Linked DNA regions of Mus musculus: region 1 is linked to region 2. The links are chromatin contacts, called in public promoter capture Hi-C maps. All regions are on one chromosome and are shown on one strand. The core of a region is the stretch at or near the end of the contact, and the rest is flanking DNA. Distances in the headings are between cores, read along the strand shown.

Region 1 (3,140 bases), core at 135-2,634, 1.6 Mb after region 2:
GATTTTTCTCATCTTGACATTAGAAATATAAATGAATAAATCTTTAAGTTCCAAATCCACGCCAAAAAGTTCTCTAACTTTTAAACTATTTAAAGATCTGAGATGTTACTACTGAAATATTAATAAGGAAAGTGCTTAAGACTTTGTAAGAATTTTTTTCCTAATTGCTTATCAAGCAACTGAGTTTAATTTTTTTTAACTTTTCGAAGTCCAGTAACACCAAACAGAATGTACAACTCAAGTAGTTTGCCAGTCAGAATAAACTTACTAAGGTTTTCCAACTAAGGATTTTAAAAATAATCCTCACAAATCAGGTAAATGTCCTATTCTCACTGGTGGTACCACTGCCCTTGACATAAATGTGTGCTGTGTCCATTTCAAGCACTATAACCAGTCCCCAAACAAATTAGGAAACATGTTTGACACAAAACTCTTCTAAAAGCAGGCAAACATACTTTTGTTCCTTATTTAAACATTGCCTCATTTACATCACGACTATCTAGTAAAGTGTAACCTAGTTTTTAAAATCCAGGTTTACTGTGACATTTTCTGTAAAGAGCAATTAGCTAAGCTACACGACAGTCGTAATGTAGTTAGAAGTGGCCACACATAACTCATCCAACAATTCACACTAAAATTTAGGTATACTACAAATGAAATTGTGGAAATCCTTATATATCCCTCCCCGTTTAAAAGAGTAAGAGATGCAATAAATGGCAAGAGAAACAAAAAACAGAAAAACAAACAAATAAACAAAAAACCCCAGAGTAAATCACCCCCCAAGGAGTGGGGATGGCGCTAGGAAAAGTTTCAGGCCATATTAACCAGTGAGTTTCTGCGATAAATACACTGGAGGCAAAAGGACCGTGATCGCCAGGAACCTCCTTCACCCTCATCACCTTTTAGGCATCTTTTGGGCAAGCTTTCGTCGCCAGGACCCCAGTTTTCTCCAGACCTTGGCCATCAAGCGTGCCGCTGGCATCTCCCGGTCCCAGGAGCTGGGCCCAGGGTCTTCCGGGTGTCACAGCCCGGCCACGGCACACCAGCGGCACACACCGTGCCAGCGGGGCTCCGCGACCCCCGCCTCCGAGAGAACTAAGGGGACAAGGACCGGGATGCTCTCCCTCCCCACCCACCCCTTCCCCGCCGCACCCCCACTTACCTGTCTTGTCAGGGTGTGCAAGGAGCGAAAGACTTCGCAGAGGACCTCGCGGGTGAGGAGGGGGCTGGAGCATTGCTCCAGGCTCCTCTCGCTGCCGCTTGAGGAACTAAGCTCCGCAGCAGCAGCCATGACACCTTCAAAGCAGCCCCCCAACCACCGCGAACAGCGCTCACCCCACCCCTCCCTCGCGGACTTCGTCGCACTGAGATGACGTAAAACTAGAGCGTCTCACTTAGAGCTTGAGGATAGGCCCCACCCTCTGTGTGTGACAGACACACAGGAAGACCAATCAAGAGCAAGGATAGCTGTGCTCCGAGGGAACTTGTGTATGTGAAGCTGGACCTTCTGTCTGGTGGTGTTTTCTGTGGTCCACCTTGGTTTAGAAACCTACTTGGCTCTTAGATGCTCCCTGTGAATGTTGGCAGAGCCTTACTCTTAAGTGTTAGAATTTGAGTCCCGCTATTAAAATTTAAAATGTTAACAGTCGAGTTGTCTTGGAAAAAGATTGCGGGTTAGTGATGGAGCAGTGCTTTACAATTTTCTAATTACTAGAAACTTGACCCAGGATGATCGTTACTGGATAGAACATTTTCATCTCTATAAGACTGTTTGATATGAGGAATTTAAAAAGAACACAAGGGCTACATTATGCTTCTTTTTCCTACCATAGAACGACATTGATGACTACACCTGCAAAATAGTTTATGTCAAAGTTCTGACATGCAACGGGTTCTCAGTGCAATCACTGGACACTTGACCTTAAAATTGTTTCAATATAAATCCAATAGAAATATAAACCAGCCGGGCAGTGGTGGCGCACGCCTTTAATCCTAGCACTTGGGAGGCAGAGGCAGGCGGATTTCGAGGCCAGCCTTGTCTACAGAGTGAGTTCCAGGACAGCCAGGGCTACACAGAGAAACCCTGCCTCAAAACAAAACAACAAGAAAGAAAAGGAAGAAAGAAAGAAAGAAAGAAAGAAAGAAAGAAAGAAAGAAAGAAAGAAAGAAAGAAAGAAGGAAAGAAAGAAAGAAAAGACCAATTTATTCCATGTAACCACACTCTTTAAAATTAGGATATAAAACTAAATCGACTCTTGTTGGGTATTATTAGATAGCTTTATTTTAGCGAAAAAAGTTATAATTTTATAATGTAGAGTTCTATTAATTTTTTTTTCCTTTGAGACAGGGTTTCTCTGTATAACCCTGGCTGTCCTGGAACTCACTCTGTAGACCAAGCTGGCCTCAAACTCAGAAATCTGCCTGCCTCTGCCTCCCGGATGCTGGGATTAAAGGCATGCTCCACCATGCCTGGCTCTATTAAATTTTTAAAACAAGCTTAAAAGATAAAGGACAAAAGAATTAAAACTCTGGCGGCAGTGGCTCAGGCCTTTAATCCCAAAGCACTAGGGAGGTAGAGGCAGGTAAATCCCTTATGAGGCCAGCCTGGTCTACAAAGTGAGTTCCAGGACAGCAAGGGCTACACAAAGAAACCAAAGCTCGAAAAGCAAGCAGGCAAGCAAGCAAGCAAACAAACGATTTAAAACTCTTCTTCATGATAGTTGAGTGCATTTAACATACAGGAAGTGGAAGTATGAAGTTAATGGGTAGTCTATCCTTAGAGAGCAGACTGAATAAAGGAAGAAATAAGGAATTAAGGGACACTAGGATAAGGAGAGTAAAAATGAAAGAACTCCTTTTACCTGTCTAAGGAGCCTTTTACTCACTTATATCCAGAGACTTCTGGTATTATCAGACTTAACAGGATCTTGAGAAAGCTGGTCTGTTTCCTTGTTAGCAGAAAGATGTAAACTTAGGTTTGACAATACAATCTTCACAAGATTCAAGCACCCTCTCATTCAAGTCACTCATATCTGTAATAGAAGTTCACGATTCATCGCAATGTTAACACACTTTGTCTCTGAGTTTCTGGTTAATGGGTGACAATTGTAATGTGGAGTCTAAGAGTCCTTGTTCTGTAC
Region 2 (2,928 bases), core at 182-2,681:
TATCCTGCACGGTTACCATCTATCCTGAATCCACTAACACCTGCATCTCTCACATTTTCTAGGATGGATAAGTAGCCGCAAAATAGAAAACAAAAGGAAAACTAGGCTAGGAGGCATGCACCACATCCACACTTGGGAGGCAGGAAAAAAATTGCTTTGTACAAGGAAACTTGTTTCAAACCAAGTTTCTGGACAAGTGTGAGCTGCTGAGTGATAAAATGGTGACAATGAAACTTTGCTTAGTGGCAGTCATACATTAGTAACAGTGCACCTGTACAAGGCTCTACATGCAATGCTATCTTTCACTAAGACAAATGGAGTGCTGCTGGGGGGATGCAGTGGGAGCGAGAAATGAGACCTTTGAACAAGGGGCAGGAAGCGGGGAGGGGGGAGAGTGGTCAAAGGATACAAACTTTCAGTTTTAAGTTCTGGATACTTAATGTACAGTGGAGTGACTAATAATAATGGATACTTGAAACTCTGCTGAGAGCAGACCAAGTGCTCTCCTCAAAAAAGAAAATGAAGGTACCTGAGTAAGGTCCCGAGTGAGGTCTGTGTTCATTAACTTGACAATGGTAATTATTTCACAACCTCTACACGCATCAAAATATCACGCTGTACATCTTTATATAAATTATTATTTTGTAAGTCATACCTTAACATGAGCTAGAGATGGGAGACAATATCGAGAGAATCCTGAAAAGGATGGGGATTGAGGAATATACTAGAAAAAGTAAAGATACTGAAAGCGACCCGTTCTTTAAAAATCTTTTAGGGCAAAACTGAGATTTGCTGATTGCAAAAAAATCATTACAAAAGAGTAAATTTAGACCAAATCCATACCATTCAGCAGAGAAAGGAGAAACGAGGTTCCAGAAAGCCACAGAAAGATTTTGACGGTACCACCGGGAAGGTCTGAAAATGGGTTTCGTGGCCCAGAGAGTCAAGGATGGGGGCGTTCCAACCCGGCCACCCCACCTGCAGCGGGGCCTGGGAAAAGCAAGCTCAGCACAGGGTTGGATCGCCCACCTAGGGCGAGAAAGCGGCCACGGGACCAGCGGAACCGAGAAGCGCCCGACCCCAGGGACGAAGGGCTGCAGAAGGGCGGGGCGCGCGTCGCGGAGGTCGGGAGGGCGACCCAGGGCGGCAGCGCAGCCTGGACCCCTTCTCGGGCCACGGCGGGGGAGGGACCGAGGGTCGAGACCACAGAAGACACAACTTACTCCGCGGTCTTCCTCCGAGAGGAAGTCGGGGCCGTCATCCAGGCCTTCCTGTGGGGTCGGCGGGCCCAGCACACCGAAGGGGAGGCAGGGAAAGGGGGAGACACAAAGAGAGACATTAGCGCCCAGCCCGCGCCGTCCCCGCGCCCGCCGCCCCCACCGCGCGCCCCGAGTTCGGCGCCGCCGTGAACACCCACCATCATGGCTGCTTCGAGTCCAGGGCTCGCGCAGTCGCACAAGCAAGGCCACGAACCTAGTCGGCCGCGCGGGTGGGGCGGAGGGCGGAGCCGAGCGCCAGCCCCGCCCCCCGCCCGCTCTAGGAGGGGGAGCAGTCCCTGAAGGGGAAAGGACGCAGGGTCCTTTGCTCCAGGTAAGAGGGAGGGTTGGCCCAGAGCGATAGTCGCTGCTCACTGCTGGCGAGCTCAGGCTTGGGAAGGCCCCAGGGCCACCCGGAGAACGGTCCACGTCTCTTGCCCCCGAGGGCCCCTAAAAAACTGTACCAGTACTCCCAGGAAGTCACAGTAAATATTCTTGTCTTTGTATTGAGTTACATGATGATTAATCACCATTAATACCATATTGCCTGTGGAAGTTTCAGGAGCCAAAAGCCTTCACACAATAAGCAGACAGGGGCTATAATCAAGCTTTTACTGCTGGGGAAGTAATAACTACCTCAGTTTGGGGTGCTAATGACCGAGCACTATAAAAACAGAGCCGTTCTCATTACAAGAGTATTCCTTGCCTGTATACTAAGAAACAATCGCCAGACCTGATCTAACTGTCCAGCTGAGTAGCAGGAAAGGAGCATCCACAGATGCTTCAAGAAAATAATCCCTTGGGCCAGCATGTTGGTTTAGCAGTGAGGAAAAGTACTTGCTGCTAAGCCTAGAGGCCTGAGTTCAAGCCCCAGGACTGACCCACAAGGTAGAATGGTACTGCAGATTGTCCTTTCACACACACAAAACCAATAAATAAATAAATTTTATAAAAATAATCATTTCTAACTTACCACACTTCACTTCTACAAAGGATCACTCAAGCAAAGCTGTGTCTCCACTTTTATTTATTTATTTATTTATTTATTTATTTAGAGACAGGGTTTCTCTGTATAGGCCTGGCTGTCCTGGAACTCACTCTGTAGACCAGGCTGGCTTCTGACTCAGAAATCTGCCTGCCTCTGCCTCTGCCTCCCAAGTGCTGGGATTAAAGGCGTGTGCCACCACCGCCCGGACTATTGTGTCTCCACTTAATGACATCATCACTCTCAAGGTCCAAGCCTGGTTTCGACTTGTCCTCTTCAGATCCTTCATCTCCTCATGCCTCACATCCAAACAAATACCACCGTGTCTGCAATTGACTCATTTTCTCCACCTCCCTTCCTACACATATACATGTAAATAACGATCTGCTGGTGTGAATCTTCTCTCCACCCCTGGCCTTACTAGCATCTCAGCCTTCCTGGCTCTGACAATGACACCCTAATTTCAGCCAAGAAGCAGTTACAGAGAGATTCCATTGCCCTTTATCATCAACAAAAAGTCTGAAATGACCAAAGTGCACATGCTGGCCAGCCTCCAGGCTCTCAGCATCTCAAATATCTACTACAGGGCCCATGATGGCAGCCCAGCTCCTCTTAGCTCTTCTCACCCTGCCCCTACCCTAAACGTCTCCAGCTCACAGGCTTCCCCTCCCCAGTGCATTCCGACCA

The links. Promoter capture Hi-C pulls out the DNA fragments that hold promoters and counts their contacts.
Region 1: a contact with region 2 is called in a promoter capture Hi-C map of pre-B cells, with 5 times the contacts expected there. The contact joins the promoter of Mbip here to the promoter of Snx6 in region 2. A contact is called at or near these places in 3 of 39 promoter capture datasets (hippocampal neurons, liver and pre-B cells).

The regions. Positions count from the first base shown.
Region 1 is chr12:56,344,510-56,347,649 of GRCm38.p6, forward strand. Mbip (MAP3K12 binding inhibitory protein 1) reads right to left here and starts at 1,385. Exons shown (of 9, transcript NM_145442.2): 1 at 1,163-1,385. The coding sequence starts at 1,291.
Region 2 is chr12:54,794,231-54,797,158 of GRCm38.p6, forward strand. It overlaps Snx6 (sorting nexin 6), which reads right to left and starts at 1,432. Exons shown (of 14, transcript NM_026998.3): 1 at 1,418-1,432; 2 at 1,224-1,271. The coding sequence starts at 1,423.